Regions from separate parts of the Columba livia genome. Here region 2 is linked to region 1. A link is a contact called in public Hi-C data. All regions are on one chromosome and are shown on one strand. The core of a region is the stretch at or near the end of the contact, and the rest is flanking DNA. Distances in the headings are between cores, read along the strand shown. Region 1 holds the start of PTGS1 (prostaglandin-endoperoxide synthase 1). Region 2 has its middle 13 kb from the start of MORN5.

The links. Hi-C and Micro-C count contacts between places; a contact is called where the count stands out from the background.
Region 2: a Hi-C map of liver shows a contact between it and region 1, with 2.1 times the contacts expected there. The contact joins the enhancer-like site here to the promoter of PTGS1 in region 1. A contact is called at or near these places in 2 of 2 Hi-C or Micro-C datasets (crop and liver).

Annotation. Positions count from the first base shown.
Region 1 is chr19:1,762,599-1,766,140 of bColLiv1.pat.W.v2, forward strand. PTGS1 (prostaglandin-endoperoxide synthase 1) reads right to left here and starts at 1,989. Exons shown (of 11, transcript XM_065035456.1): 1 at 1,792-1,989. The coding sequence starts at 1,915.
Region 2 is chr19:1,841,110-1,844,732 of bColLiv1.pat.W.v2, forward strand. No RefSeq gene overlaps it. Among named protein-coding and RNA genes, the nearest start is that of MORN5, 13 kb to the left of the region's middle. Within about 2 kb of position 1,907, at least 1 of the 3 cell types and tissues checked has an H3K27ac peak away from gene starts, as active enhancers do.

The DNA of each region.
Region 1 (3,542 bases), core at 739-3,238:
TCCAGGAGCTGGTAACAGCTGCGCCATCCCAGCATGTGTCTGTCCCAGCTGCTTTGGGCATGTGGGTCCCCAGTGGGTCCCCAGGCCCTGCCCTGTGCCCAGCAGGACACACAGATGCTGCTCCCTGTCCTCAGCCCCCAGGAAGAGCTCCTCAGGGAGGTGAGACCCATGTTGGGAGAAGGCCAAGCTGGAGGAGGGACTGGACAGAAGCTGTCCCTTGCTCGTCCCCACCCGCGCTGCCTGCTCAGCCCCGTGCACCCACCCTGTGCACAGTTTGGGAGCTCTTGGGTTTGGACACATCAGTTCCCACCACAGTGGGTAAACCTGGGCAGGCTGCTGGAGACAGAGTCACCATCAGCACCATTCGCACTGCAGGCAGCCGGAGTCCTGCTGAGGGATATGGCCCACATGCTGTTGGTTTTGCTGAGCGTGTCACTTTAGTGAGGAACTGTAAAACCTGAAAAGTGCTATGACCTTAATGCTGGGATGGCATTTTTTCTGCAGGGAGGAAGGTCATTTCTCGGAAGAGGGACTGGAGTCAATGCTCCATCAGGACCTGGAGAAAACTGCACTGTATGGGCTGGAGATGGAGCTGATGGGATTCCACACATGGTTTTATTTCACAACACGCTCTGTGGATGCCTGCCATAAGCAGCGTTACTCCTCGACATCCCCAATGCACAAGCAGCCCAAGCCCATTGCAGCTGTGCTGGTGCATGGTGAACTGCTGGAGCACATGGGCACAGGAATGAAACAATGACTTAGGACACTGATGCTGTCTCTGCTGCCCCCAGCCTCCATCCTTACCCCCAAACTGCAGTTTCACCTGCTATATGTTTGGGAAGAGCAAGGAAGGGCCCCGACATTCATGGATACTATTCCCCTTTCTTCTAAGAATCCCTGTCCCAGCTGGGATGCTATGGGGAGCAGCCAGGTGCTGCTCCTCAGCGCGGTGGCTGCGAACCTGTCCTGCCCCGGGCCTCTGCGGGGTGGCGGTGGGCTTGGCGGGAACCCAGCCCTGTCGTGCAGCCACACTTGGGCCAGCGACAGCTCCTCCAGCCCTTGCGTGTGGTCTCAGCGTGGCCGCAGCAGGAGGCAAAGGGGAAGTTTGTTTTTCATGGGTGATGTTACTCTCCAGTCTGGCATGACCAGCCAAACCCTGCAGCTCCAGCTGCTGCGGAGACTCTGCCCCAGGCGGTGACCTCGGGGCTCCCGGCCACCGGTGCCACAGCTCCTGCTGGCTGCCCGGCTGCCCCTGCCTGCCCTGCCTGTCCTGCCCCGTCTGCACTGTCCTCTGCTCTGGGGCCCCAGGGCCGGGTCTCGCAGCGGCGGGGCGAGGACCAGCCCGGGGCGATGGGCGCGATCCCGGGCGAGGACCAGCCCGGGGCGATGGGCGCGATCCCGACCCCGGGGACCCGGCGGAGCGCGGGCCCGGCCCGCAGGGCTGGGCAGGGGCTTGGGTCGGACACCCCGACCTCCCCCGGCGCCGTCCTGGACCAGGTTCCCCTGCATCCCCCAGTACCGAATCCCCCGGCGCCGGGTCTCCCTTCGTTCTCACCGTCCCCCTGGTGCCGGGACCCCCTCGCTCCCCGGGTCCCCCGCGGTACCGGATACCCCAGTGCAGGTTGTGGCCGCTCCCCTCGATACCGGATCCCCCGGAGCGGGGTCCCTCCCCGCTCACCGAGGCCCCTCGATGCCAGATTCCCCGGGTGTGAGATGTCGCGTCGCTCCCCGGTACCCGTTCTCCGGTCTCCCTCCCTCCCTCCCAGTGCCGGCCCCCGCCCCGCGTACCGGAGCCGTCGGTGGCGGCGGTCCCGGCGGCGCAGAGCAGCACGGCGTGGGCGAGGAGCAGCCGCAGCCCGGCCCGGCGCAGCCCCGCAGCCAGGGGGACACGGGCCCGACACCCACCACCCATGGTGAGAGGCAGTTCGGCCGTGTCCCGTCGCCGCTCCCGGCCCGGCCCCGCCGCCCCCGCCCTCGCCGCGCCTCCTCCCGCCCCCGACGGGACGGGGCCGCCTCCGACAGCCCGGCCCGCCGGGAGGGGCTGCCCCGGCCCGCGCACCCTTCCTTGGGGTCCCCGTGACCACCCGTACACCCCCAGTCGTGCCCTGTGCCCCGTGTCCCTCAACATCCCCACTCTCTGGCCCCCAGGTCTCCCTAGTCCCCACATCTCCAGCATCCCTCTGCCCACTCCCTGGTGCCCACATCCCTCTGCACTCCCATGCCCACCCCCTGAGCCACAAGCCCCCTGCCTGGGTCCCCATGCCTTGGGACACCGTGTGACAGTTCAGGCAGCAGCAGGGCCATGGGCTGTGGGCCCAGCCCAGTTCCCTCCAACGTGTTGCAGGAGGCTGCCCCAGCAGCGCTGCCCAGCTGGCACCAGTAGCCAGGCTGTCCGCAGCCGCCAACAACCAGAAAAGCTGAGTTTATCAGTGAAACCATCGCTGAGTGTTTCCTGCCTGGCTGCCTTGTCCCCCGGTGCCAGCTTGCTGCCAGCAGGGACAGGATCAGGCCAGCCCATGCATGCATCGGCCACCCCACAGGGGAGTGCATTGGGTTGGGAGAGCTCTGCATGTGACTGGGGTGGGCGAGAGCGCGGTGGGCTGCAGCTCTGGCTGGGACAGCCTCACAAGATGGCTCTGAGCCTGGTAGCACCCAGAGCCCAGGAGCTGTGGCTCCTCTCCCTATCCTGTGCCGCTCTGCGGTAGCAGCAGAGACCCTGGCACAGGCCTGCGAGGGTTTCAAGATTATCTGGAGTTTTGCAGAGCAGCAGGAAGCCCCGGCAGAGCTGGGGGGTGCGCGGTTCCTGTGCTTTGCACAGAAAGCGGCTGTGCAGTGGGGACAGGGGCTCATGCTGCGTGGCTTTCCTGGGTTTCAGCAGCAGGGAGGGAGTGTCCACACAGGGCCAGCGACTTTTGCAGGTGTCCAGAAAGGAACAAGGGCCTCAGGTCCAGCTTTAGTGGGAAAATGCATCAGCTGGAACATGAAGATGAGCTCAGCAGGCCCTTGATGTGCTCTCACAGGGTGGGGACACTGGCTGCCTCCCAGTGATGAATATGCACTGGAAACGAGGGGCAGGTTCTGCTGTATGTCTGCAGTTGATATGGTCAGTGTGTGCTGGGCCCAGAGCTGCTCTTGCCTGCTGAGCCCCTGCCTGTGGGCAGCGCCGTCCCTCCGGGCACTGCACACCCGGCACTTGCCCTGTCCTCTGGCCCCTGAGACAAAGAGCGGCTGATCCATGGGGATGGGCACCAGATATAAAGCCATGGTAGGCTGCTGGTTCAGCATAGGCGGATGGGTTTCTGCAGGGTGTTGGGATGGTTTCAGCATGAGCATGGGGAGATGGTGTCAAACACTCACCCAGGTGCTGCCCCGTTCCCCTGCCCCACGCCTGTGCCCTGTGGGGCTGCAGCAGTGGGGCAATGTCAGGTCTCCCCTCCCACCACCACCACCGGCACCATGGTGTTGTAGCCCCACAGGGAGCAAAGCACTTCACCCTGTAGCTGTGCACCTTTCGCTTCCCTTCAGCACCTCCAGACCCA
Region 2 (3,623 bases), core at 657-3,156, 78 kb after region 1:
AAGTGGCTGAGCGGGACCTCCCATGAGCCGCTGGGCACAGGGTCTCCTCCATGCCGGGAATGGTCACCCCGCAGCTCATTCGGCTCCGAAACTCGGTGCCCAGGCCGGGCAGCTGGGGCTGGCAGGGGCCTGGGGGGCTTTCCCCACACTGGGGGGACACAGAGGACTTGCTCTGGATTGGGGAGCGGCCGTGGGTATGAGGTGGGCAATGCCGCAGCCCTCCTATGGCGGGATGGAAACAACTCCACAGAGAAGACAGTTGATCTGGATGTCCCTGTGATTAACGGGAAGAATATGTAAATGTATATGGTTGTTGCCGTGGCTACGGCAGGAATCCTGGCTGGTGCTGGGGAAGGCAGAGCCCCCAGCCCAGCCCGGGTCAGGATTTGCATTCCCGGCACAGCAGCACCTGTGCACCCCGTGCACCCCGCGGCGCTGGCGGAGGAGCAGCTGGGCTGTGCCTGCCCCTCTGCCACCACCACGTCCTGCAGCCACGGGGCACTGCAGCCTCTCACCAAGACGGGTGCATCCCCAGCCGGGTCACGGGGTCCCCAGGGAGAAAACACCCTCATGGGAGGGAGGGTTGGCCCTCAGGTCCCACAGTCACTTTTTGTCCCACAACAGCAGAAAGCCGGGTGCAGCTGGGAGATGGGTGGGGATGGGGATGCCCAGTGTGCCCAGGACCCTCCCACTGCAGGTGCTCCAAAGCCCAGGACCACCCAGCCCACCTCCCAGCAGGCCAGCAGCTCATTTCTGGCTGATCCTATAAAGCTGGGAGGGAAAAGGGGTTTCACCTGCATGGAGCCTGTGGACCCTCCCTTTCTGCCTGGGGCTCTGGTGAGTGCTGCGGGTTTGGGGCTGCAGGGGGTGGGTTTGCTGTGGGTTGAGCTGTGTCACTGACTGTGTCACTCACCAGTGTGGCTGTCATGAGCCTGTGTCTGTTGGTGGCATCGTGTGCTGCTGGCAGACGCTTGTCTCGTGTGAGCCTTGTCCTCAGGGACGTTCTAGGTGGCCACAGCTAGAGGGGGAGGTTGAAACCTACTGGTGTTCAAGCACTCAAAACCAACGAGTTCCTGGTTACCTGTTGTCTGCACATCTTCTTCCACCTGTGGGATGTGCAAAGGGGGCTTAAAACTCTGTGAAAGGAACCAGTTACTCCTACAAACTGAGAACCATGGGAGGGATGAGAACTGAGCCCGCACTCGGTGTAACTCGTGCTGCGGATGGTGTTGCTACACCGTGGTCCTTCTGTGGATGGGGGTTGCTCAGAGACAGGTTTCGTGCTGAAAGCACTCGTTTTTGTGTTTATTCTCAAGCTATTTTGCAAACCTGACTTGAAGCAAGACCGTGGGCTGCTGCTCCTGACAGACACAGTGAGGATGGGCAGGGACCCCGCGGTGCCTGCTCAGCCCACGCTGTCCCCACACCCGGTCTGGGGACCCCTGGTCCTGCACCCCTCTCCTTGTTTAGCCCCAGGTTCCTCGGCCATTACCAATGGCCGGGCTCTCTGTCTGCTGTTTCCTTATAATTTGAGAGCCTTCCTCACATTAATCTTTTTATTTTTATTTTGACAAATGTACGTTTCCAGGAAGTTGCTGAGGTCAAAGCAGCATCTGTTGCTCGTTATTTTGGGGGATGCAGAGGGTCTTTGTGAGGGTTTCCAAAGCAACAAGGAATTAAGTGGTTTGTAAAGCGGAGAGCAGGAATGAGGAGCGGGCTGAGGCTTCCTGAGAGGCGGCTGAAGATGCTGATGAAAATCAGATCAGCTCGGCTCTGTTTTCTTGGAAACTTGATCTATTTTTCTTGTACGACTGTCAGCCTGACTCCCGTATTTCATGTGCTTGGCCACGGCAAGCTCTGTGTTTTGGCACTGGGATTAGTGTGGCCCCGGTCGGACACGGGCTCTGCAGGATGGGAACAGAGCGGAGCGTTTGGCAGCAGCAGTGCAGGTCCCTGGGGTGGCTCTGGATGGGAACGTGGGCTGAGACCCCCAGGACGGGCACCAGCTCCCGTCCCTCCACCCCACAGATGTCCCTCATCCACCAAACCCACACCACAAATTGCCCAGCACATCCCACAGGGCAGCTGTGGCGAAAGCTGCTTTTTCTTTCAAAACAACCCGAGGAGGGTCCGGTGCCAAGGCGAGGGCTGCGAGGAGCCCAGGAGATTTATCGCTGAGGAAATACTTTCTCCAGCGAGGGCTGACGGCCGCAGCAGGAACAATGGGAGATTCGCAACGTGAACAAAGCTGATTTCGTTCTTCTTTTTATCAATGCGTTTTCCTTGCGGATCCTCCCTTCCTGGAAGTTGGAGATGTAGCTTCCCCGGCGCGCCGGCCGCGTAATCAGCAGGAATGGCCGTATCCTGGCTGGGAAGCGAGCTGTGAAACGCTGTCGCCCGCCGTGATTTATGAGCCCGTGGCAGCGGCCAGCGGCAGGGCTGGCCCGCGGACAAGGTGCCAGGGCGCGTGCAATATCCACGTATTCTTTCTCCTCCTTGTCGGGTCCCCGGGGAGCCGCAAAAGGAAGTTAATGGATTAGACACACACGTTCCACTTGATTTTTATTTTTTTATTGCCGTGTCTTTCCAAACGCCTTTAGCAGATGCGTGAGCACAATGGGGTTGGGCAGCAGCGTCCCGGCCGGGCGGGCAGCGGGGAGCAGCCTGCCTGGAAAGGTCAATATGGAGAGTGTTTGCTCAGGGACGTGGGGACAGGCTGTCCTGAGCAGGCAGCATCCTCCCCTGCTGGGGGGGCTTGCAGGGCCATGCTCAGCCCCGTCTCATCGCCACGATGGGCAGAGTGAAGGTGATTCCAGCTCATCCGCAGCCGGTGCCGACTGACAACCCTGGGGCACCACAGCACCTTCCTGTGGGGACATGGGTACCCGCTGGCGGCAGCCAGTGCTGAGCAGGGCTCTCGCTGTGCCCGGAGCTGTAACATCCTTCCCAGGGTGTGTGAGCGGCTCCTGGGCCCGTGCTCCTGCCATGTCGCATTATGCAATCCTCACCCGATCCCAGGAATATGAAATAATTATTCCAAGTGATCAGATTTTAATTATGCAACACAGAGGATGATTATTGTACACCAAATTGGTGCCGAGTGCTTAGTTATGTATATGCCAAATTTAGTCTATACTATTATACCCAGTGGGTGGCCATAGACAATCAGGAAGTAATTAGTTTTGCTGGAGGTTGTTCGGCTGCCTGGGTCGCTGTGCTGTCTGGGGAGCGTCTTGCTGCGCTCTGTGAATACCGCGGGCTCGGAGTTCAATACCGTCTTTTTGTGACGAGCTAATAAGCTGTCTGCATGGCGGCCTGTAATTAGCGCTGTCGATATTCATTTGGAAATGGAGACCGCGCTGAGCGGCTCCGCCGACGGCGCTTCCCTTTGTCGAGGCTCCCGGCTGGTCCCTCGCTGCTGCCGAGGAGCGGCGGTGGGTGCGGAGGGATGGGGATGCGCTGGTTGTGTGTGACACCCGGGGGTCCCCACCGAGGAGAGCACCCAGCACTGAGGGGCTGAGCCCCTGGGACCCAAACCTGCCCCACGCTCACCCCTGTGCCAGCCAGGCTGTGCCCCTTGTGTGGAGCTGCTCTCAGCCCCAGGCATGGGGTGGGGTCCACCA